Linked DNA regions of Mus musculus: regions 1 and 3 are each linked to region 2. The links are chromatin contacts, called in public ChIA-PET and HiChIP or PLAC-seq maps. All regions are on one chromosome and are shown on one strand. The core of a region is the stretch at or near the end of the contact, and the rest is flanking DNA. Distances in the headings are between cores, read along the strand shown. Region 1 overlaps Ubr2 (ubiquitin protein ligase E3 component n-recognin 2). Region 2 holds the start of 2310039H08Rik (RIKEN cDNA 2310039H08 gene). Region 3 overlaps Ptk7 (PTK7 protein tyrosine kinase 7).

Region 1 (4,318 bases), core at 1,171-3,670, 190 kb before region 2:
TAATAAAGCCTGCCTACTGTCTTTATAGAGGATAAATGGATAAATTGCCATTTTCAAACTTTATTAAAATATTTCTCATAAAGAATGCCTCTCACCCTCAAATAGATGGAGCTGACCATACCTAACTAAATTAACACAAAATGAATGGTCATACAGTTACAGCTTAAAGCAGATTTGATATATTATTCTTTAAGCTTTGCTGTCAACCACCTTTCCTTGTGCAGATTTTAACAAGTGGGTTATTTTTAACACAGAGTGAACTGAGCCCACCCATGTTGATAGAACATCCTCTTAGATGTCTTGTCTTATGTGCTCAAGTGCATGCTGGGATGTGGAGAAGAAATGGCTTCTCTCTAGTAAATCAGGTAAGTGGTTTTGTGTTTTTTAATTCTGTGGTATTTTGATTCCATTCATTCTCCAGCTTTTATGAGAAACCTTTTACAGTTTTAAATGGACATAGCCATTGAGGATTTTGCATCTGGGATCTAGAGAGATGGCTCAGCAGTTACGAGTGCTTGCTGCTCTTGCAGGGGACCCTGGTTCAGTCCCCAGCACCTATGTCTGGTGACTTACCACCTCCCATAACTCCAATTCCAAGGGATCTAGCACCTTTTGGCCTTTGAAGGTGTCACGCATATTTGGCACAGACATGCAGATAGACACACACACACACACACACATTCACACAGATAAGCCTTTTTTTAAAAAGGTTTGGTGTCTGTGACACATTGTTTAAAAATTCAATGCAAGGTAAGCCAGTGTTCCTTAGAGCTCTTGTTTTGTGTTTGATCAAGGATCAACCCCCAGTCATCAGATGTCACAGTGAGGCCTGTACCTTCTCAGCCATCTGTCCTCCCCTCATCCACAATTTTGGGAGACCCAAAACACTGGCTGGAATCTACAGCAGACATCAGTGGATATCTCTAGTTTATTGGTTTATTCATGCTAAGATAGTATTAACTAAAAGCCCATACCAGCTCCAACCACACAGGAAGGCACACACTTGTGCTTACACAAACCCATGCTTTTTTCTTGCAGTGGGGAAATGATCAGGAAGCCATACCCATCAGAGCTTATTTACCTAATATAATTAATTATCGTTTTAGATCTATTACTACCATAATGTGAAATGCAGGCGAGAGATGTTCGACAAGGACATAGTGATGCTTCAGGTAATGAGTTAAAAACCCTGACTTCAGGGCTGTGGGGAGGCCTGGTCTTGTTTTACTGAGTCAGTCACCTAACACTCACTTGCAGATCTCTGAATCCTACCTGCTCTGTCTACTAACACTCCCCACTCAAGGCCAACAGCCTGCAGAATGCTTCCCCCAGTCTCCAGATCAGGGTCAGACTCAGCATGCCAGATGCAGCTGCTACAGTCAGACAGACAGCTGGCTAGACAGACAGACAGACAGCTCAGTGCTTAAGAGCTTTGCTGCTCATAAAGGAGCCGAGTTCTTTTTCCAGCACCACAGCAGGCAGCCACAACCACGGGGACTCCAGCTCCTTTCTGGTCTCTGTAGGCACAGCACTCATGTGGCAGACACTGGCACGCATAACCGTAAATTCTAAAAAATAAACAGACTGGCTTGGTGGTGCACGCAGAGACAGGCAGATCTCTGAGTTCGAAGGCAGTGTGCTTACATAGTGAGACCCTGACTCAACAGACTTAATAGCAGCAGCAGCACCAAAAGATAGGTGCTATGGATATGGTCCAGCACTGGCTGCTCTTCCAGAGAACTCTACTTCAGTTCCTAGCTGTTGAGTCCAGTTTGATTTAGAACTTTTAAAAATGGCATTAAGAGAAAAGAAGCTATCGTTTTATGTAATGGAGTGCTTACCACAAAAGGGTCTCAGTAACAGAATACGTATGTACATACTAGGGGCTTAATTGATATTCCTCTCAGTTCCTAGTAGGCAGTGAACTCTGATAGGAAACTGCAGCGAAATTCATAGCCGTGTCCTTCAGTGGACTGAGACAGGAAAGGAGCCGAACTGCCTGTGTGGTTCTCCTGGGGTTCAGTTTTAAGGGAGGTTTCTTTGTGTGGATTGTTTGACCTGCTTAGATTCCTGTCCCCTCTTGGCAGCCACATGATATAGGGTGTGGCTAAGTAGGTGTCCATTTTTTCTTCAAATTGGTGGTCAAATAAGCTGTTTTCTTGTGCAACCTTAAACATCTCTCACTAACACTGAGTGTCCCTTCTGACCTTCCTCTTCTCCTTTGTCTCAAACAAACAAAAAAGACAGGTGTCTCCATGATGGACCCAAACCACTTCCTGATGATCATGCTCAGCCGCTTTGAACTCTATCAGCTCTTCAGCACGCCTGACTATGGGAAGAGATTCAGTTCTGAGGTTACCCATAAGGTAAGAGCCTGTGTCACAACGCCCACGTGTCCTGTATGTGTGAGGGACAGCAGTGGGCGTGTTCTCACCTCTGCACTTGCCCCTCCTCCCACAGGACGTCGTTCAGCAGAACAACACTCTGATCGAAGAGATGCTCTACCTCATCATCATGCTTGTGGGTGAGTGCACACCGCCTTGATGTGGGCCTGGCGATGGCAGCAGGGCGCTGAGCTTGCTCGATCAGTCATGGGAAGAGAACGGGCACACAGCCCTTCACACACACACACCCCAGAAAGAGGAAGGGGTGCAATGGCCGAAACAGATGAACTGAAAGGCTGTATTTGGGCCAAGGGTGGAGGGAGACTGGCACAGCTTGGGAACACATTGTGAGCAGAGAGTTGCTAGGACTAAAATCTTCGCTTTGTTTCTTCTCTCTTGGTTCTTGGTTTAAATGTCTTCTTGACTCCAAAGACAGCAACCACAGGTTAATGAAGACCAGTGACTCAGAGACGTCTGTTTATTACCTACGTCTCCTGTTCGCTTGGCCCTGCTTTCCCAGTTCTTTGATCCCTTCTGCTCTGTCATTCCCCCACTGTTCAGACCTTCTGTGGCCGTAAAGTAGCCAATCCAGTGGGCAGAGGTGGCCCTAATGAAGAGGGTCTCAGAGTGATACCAGCCTGTCCTAGACAGAAGCACAGAGGAGGAAAGGGTGTGACTTCCACTGGTCCCGTCGTACTTCTGGTCCTTCTCCAAAGCAGCCATGAAACCTTAAGTCGGTGCATCAGACTCAGTATAAACGGGAACTGCTATTGCCTTCCAAACCAGCCTTTATTTTCCCACAGAGTGACCCAGACAGAGGATGGATTCTGTTGCAAGAACTGGAAATCTGTACACATAAGTACATGGGTCCATTAAATGTGTGCATCTACCTTTCATTTTGGACAGGAGAAAGATTCAACCCTGGGGTTGGACAGGTGGCTGCCACAGATGAAATCAAGAGGGAGATTATCCATCAGTTGAGCATCAAGCCTATGGCTCACAGTGAGCTGGTGAAGTCTCTGCCTGAAGATGTAAGTGTCCACAGTTAAGAAACCCGGAAGCTGCTCCTCCCCAGCAGTGTGTGCACTTCCCCCCTGGGTGCAAGCTACAGTTCTAAGATGGCTATTCCATCTGGAAAGGAGAACACTGGGAACAGTGACTAGGGAGCAGAGCTGAGCTAGAGAGAACTCTGAAGAATGTGGTGCTTAGAGCTAAGTGGTTTTGTCCACAGAGCAGGGGCATATTAGGGTCTGTCTGACCCCAAGGAGTGCAGGTGACGCTTTCACCTGAGGGAGGAGGTATCCACTCGAACTTGAGTAAACACACATTCTCAGGGCTTTTTCCTTACTCCAGTGCAGAAGAGTCTCTTGGTTGGTTGGTTGGTTGGTTGGTTGGTTTGGTTTTCATTTTAAAGAGGGTTTCTCTGTGTAGCCCTGACTGTCCTGAAACTTTCTCTGTAGTTCAGGCTGGCCTCAAACTTAGAGATCTGCCTGCCTCTGCCTCCCTGGGGCCAGGCTTAAAGGCATGCACCACTATCATCTGGTGGAAGAGTCTTTTTTATAAGATTGGAGTGACTAAAGCACTGGTATAAGGATATTCACAGGTTGAATTATAACTGGTTTTCCTCCCGAGGCCATTAGGCTCTCATCGACCTAACTTTCCGCTCTGGGGCTTCTCAGAATCTCAGCTCATGCAGCTGAGAAGGCCTGTTTTCATTAAGGCTCCTCAGTGCGTTTGCTTGTCACTTTACTTTTTGTTTTAAATTATGTGTATATGTGTCGATGTGTGGGTGTGTCCACCTGTGAGCACAGGTACCCAAAGAGCCCAGAAGACGGTATTGGATCCCTTGGGGCTGGAGTCATAGATATTGTGAACTAGAGCTATCTAATGTGGATGCTGGAAACCGAACTCAGGTCCTCTGGAAGAGCAATGGA
Region 2 (4,245 bases), core at 368-2,867:
CTATTAGGACCTTGACTACATGGATAGACATTCTGGCAGCTAGTATACTGCCATTGGGGCCTATGGAGAAGTAGCCACCGAGCCTATTTAGAAAGAAGGACTGCTGGCAAGCTTGGTGTCACTATGAAGGCAGACAAAGATCGATGTATTAACGACCCCGACTCCAAAAACACTCGAGGGGGCCCAAGGTGGGCTCAGTGGTTAAGAGCCGTTCGCCCAGGGGCTGGAGAGTTGGCTCAGTGGTACCACATGGTGGCTCACAACCATCTGTAATGAGATCTGACGCCCTCTTCTGGTGTATCTGAAGACAGCTACAGTGTACTTACATAAAATAAATAAATCTTTAAAAAGAGCCGTTCGCCCAGTCCCCTGGGCATCTGGCACCGTTTCACAAGTCCTGCGGGGAGGAAAGAATGCTCCCTCAGAAACCCAGGGCTTAATTCCCAACTACTAGTTTCAGCCTTGGAGATGAATCTGGGTAAGGCACCTGCTGCCAAGCCAGAGCTTAACCGGGGGGGGGGGGGGGGGGGGGGGGGTCTGGTGCATGGTGGGAGGAGAAAGCCAACTCCTATGGGGGTACCAACTACCAAACTGCCTCTGCTCGCACTACCTTAGTTGCTCCCAAGAGTCAGGGTTTTTTAAGATTTAGTTATGTGGCCAAGCACACTGACAACAGAAGAGGGCGTCAGATCCCATTAAAATGTGAGTCACCATGTTTGCTGGAAATTGAACCTTGATCCTCTGGAAGAGCACCGAGCCCTCTCTCCAGTCCCCCAACTCCAAGAACCAGGGTTTCTATGTATCACTCTGGGAAGGAACCTTTTCATCAAACCCAAACGACTGCCAAGTTAGAAATGCCTTTTGGATATCGGTTTATCGGTATCATCAGAACAAGCGGGTCCAGGAGGTTGTGCTGTCCTACAGTGACAAGGGAAACTTATTTCCGTTACACAAATGGACTAGGACACAGTATGAAGTTGAAATTTGGCATCCAAAAACAAAATTACTAGGCAACATTGAGTCCCACAGGTGGCAAGTGTCCAGACTCAAGTTTGTGTAGGACCCAGTCATGCCCTCGGGAAACACCTCGAGCATCAGGAAACCCTTGGGCCTCCGTCGAGTTGGGCGGCTGGACTGCCCCGGGATCGCTCCTCGATGGTCGGAGGCTGCGTCCTCGTGTCTAGGGCGATGGTGCAGGGTGAGGCGGCCGAGCCCGCATCTTCCCAGGGCTTGGGCCTCCGAGGGAGCAGAGACGCGGTGGGTTCACCGTGGGTCGCAGTGATGTGGCGTTTCTCCAGGCCCGGGACCTCCTGGCCCTTCTGTACCAGGTGCAGGAGCTCCGCCAGGGTCACCGAGGCAGGAGCTGGCTCGGCAGACGCCAGTGCACCGCTCGGACTGGAGACACCGCCACGCTGGTCCATGTCCTGCCACCAGCTCATCCCCCGGATCCGGCTGTAAGCACTTCCGGGTGGAGTGGGAGCAACCACTTCGTGAAAAGTAGAGGGGAGCTTAGTAACTTAGCCCAGGGTAGACCTTCCAAGACCCGGGCTATTTGTGCAGAAGCTGCAGCCTGGGTTAACCTCCAGCTCTCATTCCACAACATGAGATGTGCTGCGGTGGGTGAGGAGCGGGCGGGGTGGGGTGGGGGAACGAGCCAAAAAGTGAAGTTTTTGCACCCAGTGAGACAAGTGTGAGGAGGCGTGGCTGTACAAAAGCACTTCCCTTTGGCACGTGTAGATGCGGACGCAGGCTGCGCGCTCAGGGCCGGGAGGGTCGTCTTGGTAGTTTGAGTCTCGCGCTACAGTCCAGAGCGTGATTCTGTATGCTTTTCCAAGCAAGCAAGCAAGCGCTCGTCACATTTGTTAATTGTGGTACTAAGGATCAAATCCCTGGTTTTTGTTGTTGTTGTTTGGGTTTGGGTTATGTGTTGTTTGGGATTTGTAGTCAATTTTGGTTTGAGCCAAGGATTCGTCATCTCCCAATGTCTGCTGCGCTACACCTCCCAATGCTGTTCAGATTTCTGTATCAAAGCTATCCTGACAGGATGCAGTGGCTCATGCTTGTAACACCATATGCTCGGGCCATAGAGCCAGCCGAGTTACACACTGAAACATGTAAGTATATAATAAACAGCTTGATCTGGCACAGATCAAGAAATCAGTAAGTAAAGCATACTTTGCATAATGTTAAAAGCACACAGCATGTTTACCCTTCACCGGAAACAACCCCATGAAACCCAAAAAGTGGGTAAGATGGCTCAGCAGGTAGGGCTATTGAATTTTTATCCCCGTTCTCATGTTTTCAAGGTCTCCTGTAGCCAAAGCTGACCTTGAACTTGAACTCACAATATAGTCTGTGTGTGTGTGCGTGCGCGCGCGTATGCACGCGTCTGACTTCGGATCCTTGCCTTCGAAGGGCAGAAGTAGGCAGACCGCCGCATCCAGCTGGCATTTATCTGGGTTTGTGGGCATTCAAATTCTGACCCTCACACCTGCACGGCAGGCACTAACTGCTGACCATTCCCAACCGCGGCTTTGAACTCCTGGCCCTCCACCTCCGCAGTGCTGGGATTACAGGGGTCCATGTCCAGTATGTGCTGGGAATTGAATTGTATTGTATGGTGCCGGGAATGGAGCACAGGAGTTTATATGTATTAGCCAAGCACTCTACTAACTGAGAGCTCTGTCTGCAGCCCCTCTGGCACACTTTTCCTCATGTAATGCTGAACCTCTTAGGGCTTCCTTTCCTTTCCTTTCCTTTCCTTTCCTTTCCTTTCCTTTCCTTTCCTTTCCTTTCCTTTTCTGTTTTGTTTTTCAAGACAGGGTTTCTCTGTGTAGCCCTGGCTGTCCTGGAACTCACTCTGTAGACCAGGCTGGCCTCGAACTCAGAAATCCACCTGCCTCTGCCTCCCAAGTGCTGGAATTAAAGGCGGGTGCCACTACTGCCCGGGCCCCCCTTTAATTTTATTATGTGCATCTATGTCTGTGTACTACATGCATGCAGTACTGCTAAAGGCCAGAAGAGAGCAACTGAACCCTTAGTTCTGCTATCATGTCGGTGTTGGGCTTTGAATTCTCTGGTCTTCTGGAAGGACAGCCAGTGCCTGGAGGCCATTATTGAGGGTCCCCAGTGATCTCTCCTGTAGCCCCTGCAGCTGTCTCTGCATGTTCATCCAACTTCCTGGACCTGACAGAGTCAGTGCAGCAGGCTCCCTGGCCTTCTAGTTTCTGGGCCTGGTCAGGCTGGGAGAGAGTAGCAGGAGGAGAGAAGAGATAGCTTCAACAGATTTCATTCTGTTTCCCCTCCTCAGGGTCTCATCGGCAGCAGTCCCTCCACACAGCCCTCTGGTTTAAGGGTTCTGACACAGCTCCCTTCTCACTCTCTCAGATGCTACGTTGTCTCCTGGGAACTCCCTTGTCCTTGCCCACATCGCTCTCTGCCCATGGGCTCTACTAAATTCTCCTTAGATTTTCCAATGTCGTCGTCTCTTTCTCTCCCGCCCTTCCTCACCAACACTAGAAGTGGTTCCTTCCAGGAGTAGACAGAACAGAGTGTTAGGATTAGCCCTCCCACGCTGTGCAGGGGGACATGCGTGTGACTGGAGGGGACATGCGTGTGACTGGGGATCCCATTCATGTGAGGAGATCGTGGATAGATGTTGTGCCCAGCTCTGCGTGGCCATGTTGCTTGTTTTTATATCTATAGGGAAACACAAGGGTCCTCAACTTCTGACAGAAGGGTAGCTTGGATTGGCACCCTGGCTGGAGGCCGGCATTGAGACATCACCGTGAGATCACCAAGTTCCAGGACCGATTAAAGGCTCAGCCCTTCCTTTCTTATAGGATTTCATTTTGTAGTCCAGGAAGGCCTGGAACTCACCACCCACCTACCTTAGCTGCTTGATTCTGGCATGAGCTCCCACACTTGGACTTCCAGATGTCCGTTGTAAAAATCAGAAAGGTAAGAGTTACTGAGTGGACCTTGAGATGGGTCAGAGATATTACATATCTCTATCTACATATCTATGATATCAATGTAGATAGATAGATGGATAGATAGATAGATAGATAGATAGATAGATAGATAGATAGATAGATAGAGACGTACAGTAGCATAAACACGAGACCACCTCCTCAGCAAGGGAGAAAACAAGAAGCAACTCTGGATGTAAATTGTCCTCCGACTTCCATACTTGCACTGTTAATGTGTTAACACGCACACACACACATGCACACAAACACGGAA
Region 3 (4,359 bases), core at 1,460-3,959, 160 kb after region 2:
GAATGGAAACCCCGGTTCCCAGTGCCCTTAAATGCTGAGCCCACTCTCCAGCCCCCCACCCCCATTGTGAACACCACCATTCGTTACCAAGTCTCATGTTGCCTTTGTCCTTGGGCCTGTCCATTGCTCCCAGGATTCCTGACTCCAGGATTTCTGTCAGAGGCTATGAACCTATCCCACTCAAGGCTTTTGTGTGTGCACACCTGTGAGCATGCCTGTAGGTGTGTGTAGCTCTCATGTTTTTTACTGACTCGTGAATCAATACTGTCCCAGTGGGCTTGTCTACATCACACAGGCTCTGTGTATGCAAACTGGAGGGGGGGGGGAGAGTTCAAGTGTGGGTCACTGCCAGGGAGCCCAGGTGATTTATCACCTCCAAACATTTCCACCTCCTGTACTAGTAATCAAGAAACAGCAGCCAACATGAACCCAGCTCGGTCCAGGTAACTGGTGATGTGGTGGCCGGGTGCCTGTCCCCGCTCTCACTCCATCTCTGAGGGCATGTTTGGTCTCTCTTTGGCATCAGTTAGCTGGACCTGTACTGCTTCCATCCCGTCAGGTGTGTGTCCCTTTCTGTTGTCCCCACGCTGATAAGCCCAGTGTTCTGGGGGCAGTCTTGGCTTTGGTTCCCCGTAAGTCCAGAGGGGCCCATGCTTGCTCACGTTGGATTCCCAAGACCAGAATTCCCACCCTAGAAAGGTTTGGCTTTGTAGAATTCCATGTCTTCGTGTGTCACATGAAGATGACAGTTCCCCTTGTCCGTTCTCACACTCAGGCCCAGCCAGGTGGTTTTCAGAGAGACTCTTCAGGTGTGTTACGGCTGACCGTGGAATGTGAGTTACAAGAGACCCACTTCCTGGGGGTCCCCTCTCCTTGGCCGTGTGTCTTGGGAGACCCCACAGTCCAGCAGGGGTCACTTACTATTAATGTCCCCTTGATTTTCTTCACGACTGTCCAGTCCTACTTCCTGGATGTGGCTTGGCTCATGCCATGGTTTGGGTATGTTTGGCCCATTGGGAGTGGCACCATTAGGAGTGTGGCCTTGTTGGAATGGGCGTGGCCTTGTTGGAGGAAGTGTGTCACTGTGCAGGTGGGCTTTGTGGGCTCCTAGTGCTCAAGCTCAATGCAGTGCAGGAGAGAGCCTCCTCCTGGCTGCCTTCGGATCCGTATGTAGAATTCTTGTGTCCTCCAGCACCATGTCTGCGTGCATGCCGCCATGTTTTCTGCCATAATGACTAAACCTCTGAAACTGTAAGCCAGCCTCTGTTAAATGGTTTCATTTATGAGAGTTACCTTGATCATGGTGTCTCTTCACAGCAATGAAACCCTAACTAAGACAGCTCTCGTCACTGCTTCTTTGGAATTCTGCTGGAGAAAGGAAGTAAGCTATTTAAAAAGCTGGGCCGATGAGATGGCTCAGTGGACAAAGAGGCTTGCTGCCAAAGCTGATGACCTGGGTTTGATCCCCAGGACCTCTATGGTGGAAGGCAAGAACTAACTCGTGCAAGTTGTCTCCTGGCCTCCACACACTATTTAACAATCAGAACAGAGAGCTGACAAGATGGCTCAGCAGAGCACATGCTGCCCTTCCAGGGGGCCCAAGTTCAGTTCCAAGCATCAAAACACCCAGGCCTCACTCTCCCCATCTAGCGCGCGCGCGCACGCACACACACACACACACACACACACACACACACACCCCAACTCCTTAACCAGCCATCACAGGATAATAAATAGGATAGGGCTAGGAAATGCAGCAGAGGCCAGCAGAAGCTCAGTGGGGTATGCACCCTCAGCCCAGCACACTGAAAACAACTATTCATGATTCCCTGTGGATCCATCATGGCTGTGCTAAGAGATGGGAGCACGTGATGGAAGTCTGTGGAAATCAGTCTCACCCTCTTCTTTCCAGGTTTGAAACCATCTAAGAGGGTGGGAGGTGGGACTCGGGGCGGACGTGGGACTAGACAGATGGAGATCTGAGAACGTGATTCAGTAATGATCAAAGCAAGGCTGAGTAGTGAAGGTTGAACCTGAAGAGGACCTGGATCCAGTTCCCAGCTCACGATACTCATCCAGGGGATCCAACGTATGCTTCTGACCTTTAAGGGCACTGTGCACACTGGTGCACAGGTAGACACTAATCTACATAAAATAGAATAAATAAATCTAAAAATAAAACTTATTAAATATGCACTGACTACAGCCAGGCAGGACCTGGCCACTCCCCACATTGGGGGAGGAAAGTCAAATCTGTTCCTGCTTGCCCCAGGGACTTGTGGAGGAGGTGGCGTGGTTCTTTGGTAATTCTTCCTTCCTGGAGCCAAGTAGGAGCTGTGAGGGTGTTGACCTTTGTTGGTCCTAGACACCTTGGGTGAAATGGGCGGGGCGGGGGGGGTAAGGGGGGAATGGGGAACAGCTCATCCTGCTGGCATCTGTCCTGCCTTCCCTGGTCGCTCTCTTCCTTCCGTAGAAGAGCCTTCCAGATTTCCACAGCAGCCTCTTGAAGGGATCGAAATGGGACCCTGTTTGAGTACAGCCAAGGGACTAAGCAGACCCCCTGTTTTCCAGGCCAGACCCTGCTGCTTTTATTCCATCTTCAGAGGCTGTGTAAAGCCGGAGGGCAGAAAGCTTCCTGTCCACTTCACCATTGTGTGTCCCGGCATGAGAACAGTGCCCTGCTCCTGGCGGGGCTGAGTACCCATCAGAGTGGGGCGTGTTCATACACGCCTGTAGCCCAGCGGACAGGAAGCTGAGGCGGGGCGTCCACAGCTGAGCCCAGCCCATTTTCCTTTGCTTTATTTCTGAGCTACTTTTCCAGCCCCCAACACAATATGTTGTCCTAACCCTGGTACCGGTGAATGTGATTTGGTTTAGAGTTAATTTGGCTTTTGCTGAGGTGGGCAGCTAACCCTCAGTAGTGGTTTCCAGACAGCCTTGGGGATTGTAGAAGAGGTACGGTATTAGACAACACTCAGCACTTCCATGGGAGAGCCTGCCGCTCTCCTCAATGTCGGAGAGTTTAGCTTTTTTTGTCCGGCTGGGAAAGGCAGACTTCTGTGGTGGCGGTTTGTTTTTTAACCGGGGACACCCAGAGCAAGGTAACTGTACATCTGCTGCCTTACCACCACCACCACCACCACCACCACCCCCAGCCCCACAGCAATATGGCTAACAGCCTCTCAGAGCTTTCTGCTCTCATCTCATTTACTCACTCATTCACTTCTGGCTTTCCTTCCTTTGTTTTTTGTTTTGTTTTGTTTTTTGTTTTTGAGACAGGGTTTCTCTTTATAGCCCTGGCTGTCCTGGAACTCACTTTGTAGACCAGGCTGGCCTCGAACTCAGAAATCCACCTGCCTCTGCCTCCCGAGTGCTGGGATTAAAGGCGTGTGCCATCACGCTTCCTTCCTTTTCTTTCCTTCCTTTCCTTCCTTTCTTTTCTTCCCTTTTCTTTTCTTTTCTTTTCTTTTCTTTTTTTTTTGGTTTTGTTTTTTTGTTTGTTTGTTTTGTTTTGTTTTGTTTTTGTTTTTTTGAGACAGGGTTTCTCTGTAACCCTGGCTATCCTGGAACTCACTCTGTAGACCAGGCTGGCCTCAAACTCAGAAAGGCATGCACCACCACTACCTGGCTTCTTTATTTTATTTTATTTTTTTTAAGATTTATTATTATATGTAAGTACACTGAAGCTGTCTTCAGACACTCCAGAAGAGGGAGTCAGATCTCATTACAGATGGTTGTGAGCCACCATGTGGTTGCTGGGATTTGAACTTGGTACCTTCAGAAGGGTTTCAAAACAGGGTTTCTCTGTGTAGCCCTGGCTGTCCTGGAAATCATACTGTAGACCAAGCTGGCCTAGAACTCACAGAGATCCAAGGGCTGGGATTAAAGGCATGTGCCACCGTTGCCCAGTGTCCTCTGGCTTGTATTTTATGTTTGGTGTTCAGCAGGGCTTGGCTGTGGATTCTGTTTCTAGTCCTCTGGCTTCTGGCTTCCTACTTTCCATGCATCCTTCTTTCATAACTCCATAAAACCCTTCTAGTCTCCCCACCTCATCTCTATAACCCTTCCATCTGACTTAGAGGCTTCTCTGAAGAATTCTCTGTACTCTCCTGTCACAAGCGACAGAGTAGGCAAGGCTAGTAGTCACAGGAAGCCTTACCCTGCAGCCAGATGTGACCTGAAGTTTGACTTCGGCATTTTGTCTCTTACCAGCTTCCGTAAGTAGCCTTGCTTCTGTGCCTCAGTTACCACATCTGCACGATGGGGATTGTGGCATGCCTTCCACTGGGCGGGCATGAGCCTTAACAAGACAGTATGGTTAACATGCTGGGAACGGCGCCTGGTTCGTAGCGCGGGTCA

What was found. ChIA-PET counts read pairs in DNA pulled down with a chosen protein or histone mark. HiChIP or PLAC-seq counts read pairs in DNA pulled down with a chosen protein or histone mark.
Region 1: an RNA polymerase II ChIA-PET map of memory CD8 T cells shows a contact between it and region 2, with 113 read pairs. The contact joins the enhancer-like site here to the promoter of 2310039H08Rik in region 2. A contact is called at or near these places in 6 of 39 promoter capture datasets (the C10 cell line, embryonic stem cells, fetal liver and 2 more), 1 of 484 Hi-C or Micro-C datasets (the N1E-115 cell line), 5 of 115 datasets of contacts at active chromatin or transcription factors (the NIH/3T3 cell line, bone marrow-derived macrophages, effector CD8 T cells and 2 more) and 2 of 9 other capture datasets (adipose tissue and liver).
Region 3: an H3K4me3 HiChIP or PLAC-seq map of embryonic stem cells shows a contact between it and region 2, with 5 times the contacts expected there. The contact joins the enhancer-like site here to the promoter of 2310039H08Rik in region 2. A contact is called at or near these places in 1 of 39 promoter capture datasets (liver), 1 of 15 datasets of contacts at CTCF or cohesin (pro-B cells), 1 of 484 Hi-C or Micro-C datasets (the Ba/F3 cell line), 9 of 115 datasets of contacts at active chromatin or transcription factors (the HPC-7 cell line, bone marrow-derived macrophages, embryonic stem cells and 2 more) and 3 of 9 other capture datasets (adipose tissue, liver and pancreatic islet).

What each region holds. Positions count from the first base shown.
Region 1 is chr17:46,965,238-46,969,555 of GRCm38.p6, reverse strand. It overlaps Ubr2 (ubiquitin protein ligase E3 component n-recognin 2), which reads left to right. Exons shown (of 47, transcript NM_146078.3): 17 at 255-365; 18 at 1,107-1,172; 19 at 2,244-2,366; 20 at 2,461-2,524; 21 at 3,291-3,415. Among named protein-coding and RNA genes, the nearest start is that of Ubr2, 43 kb to the left of the region's middle. Within about 2 kb of position 2,420, at least 24 of the 459 cell types and tissues checked have an H3K27ac peak or open chromatin away from gene starts, as enhancers often do. A contact at or near this core is called in effector CD8 T cells and memory CD8 T cells, where this site is marked.
Region 2 is chr17:46,770,007-46,774,251 of GRCm38.p6, reverse strand. It overlaps 2310039H08Rik (RIKEN cDNA 2310039H08 gene), which reads right to left and starts at 1,617. Exons shown (of 1, transcript NM_025966.3): 1 at 845-1,617. The coding sequence starts at 1,439. The coding sequence ends at 1,095. It overlaps Rpl7l1 (ribosomal protein L7-like 1), which reads left to right. Exons shown (of 7, transcript NM_025433.3): 7 at 1-345.
Region 3 is chr17:46,608,256-46,612,614 of GRCm38.p6, reverse strand. The region is part of intron 1 of Ptk7 (PTK7 protein tyrosine kinase 7); the gene reads left to right. Among named protein-coding and RNA genes, the nearest start is that of Ptk7, 19 kb to the left of the region's middle. Within about 2 kb of position 2,709, at least 95 of the 459 cell types and tissues checked have an H3K27ac peak or open chromatin away from gene starts, as enhancers often do. A contact at or near this core is called in adipose tissue, bone marrow-derived macrophages, embryonic stem cells and 1 more, where this site is marked.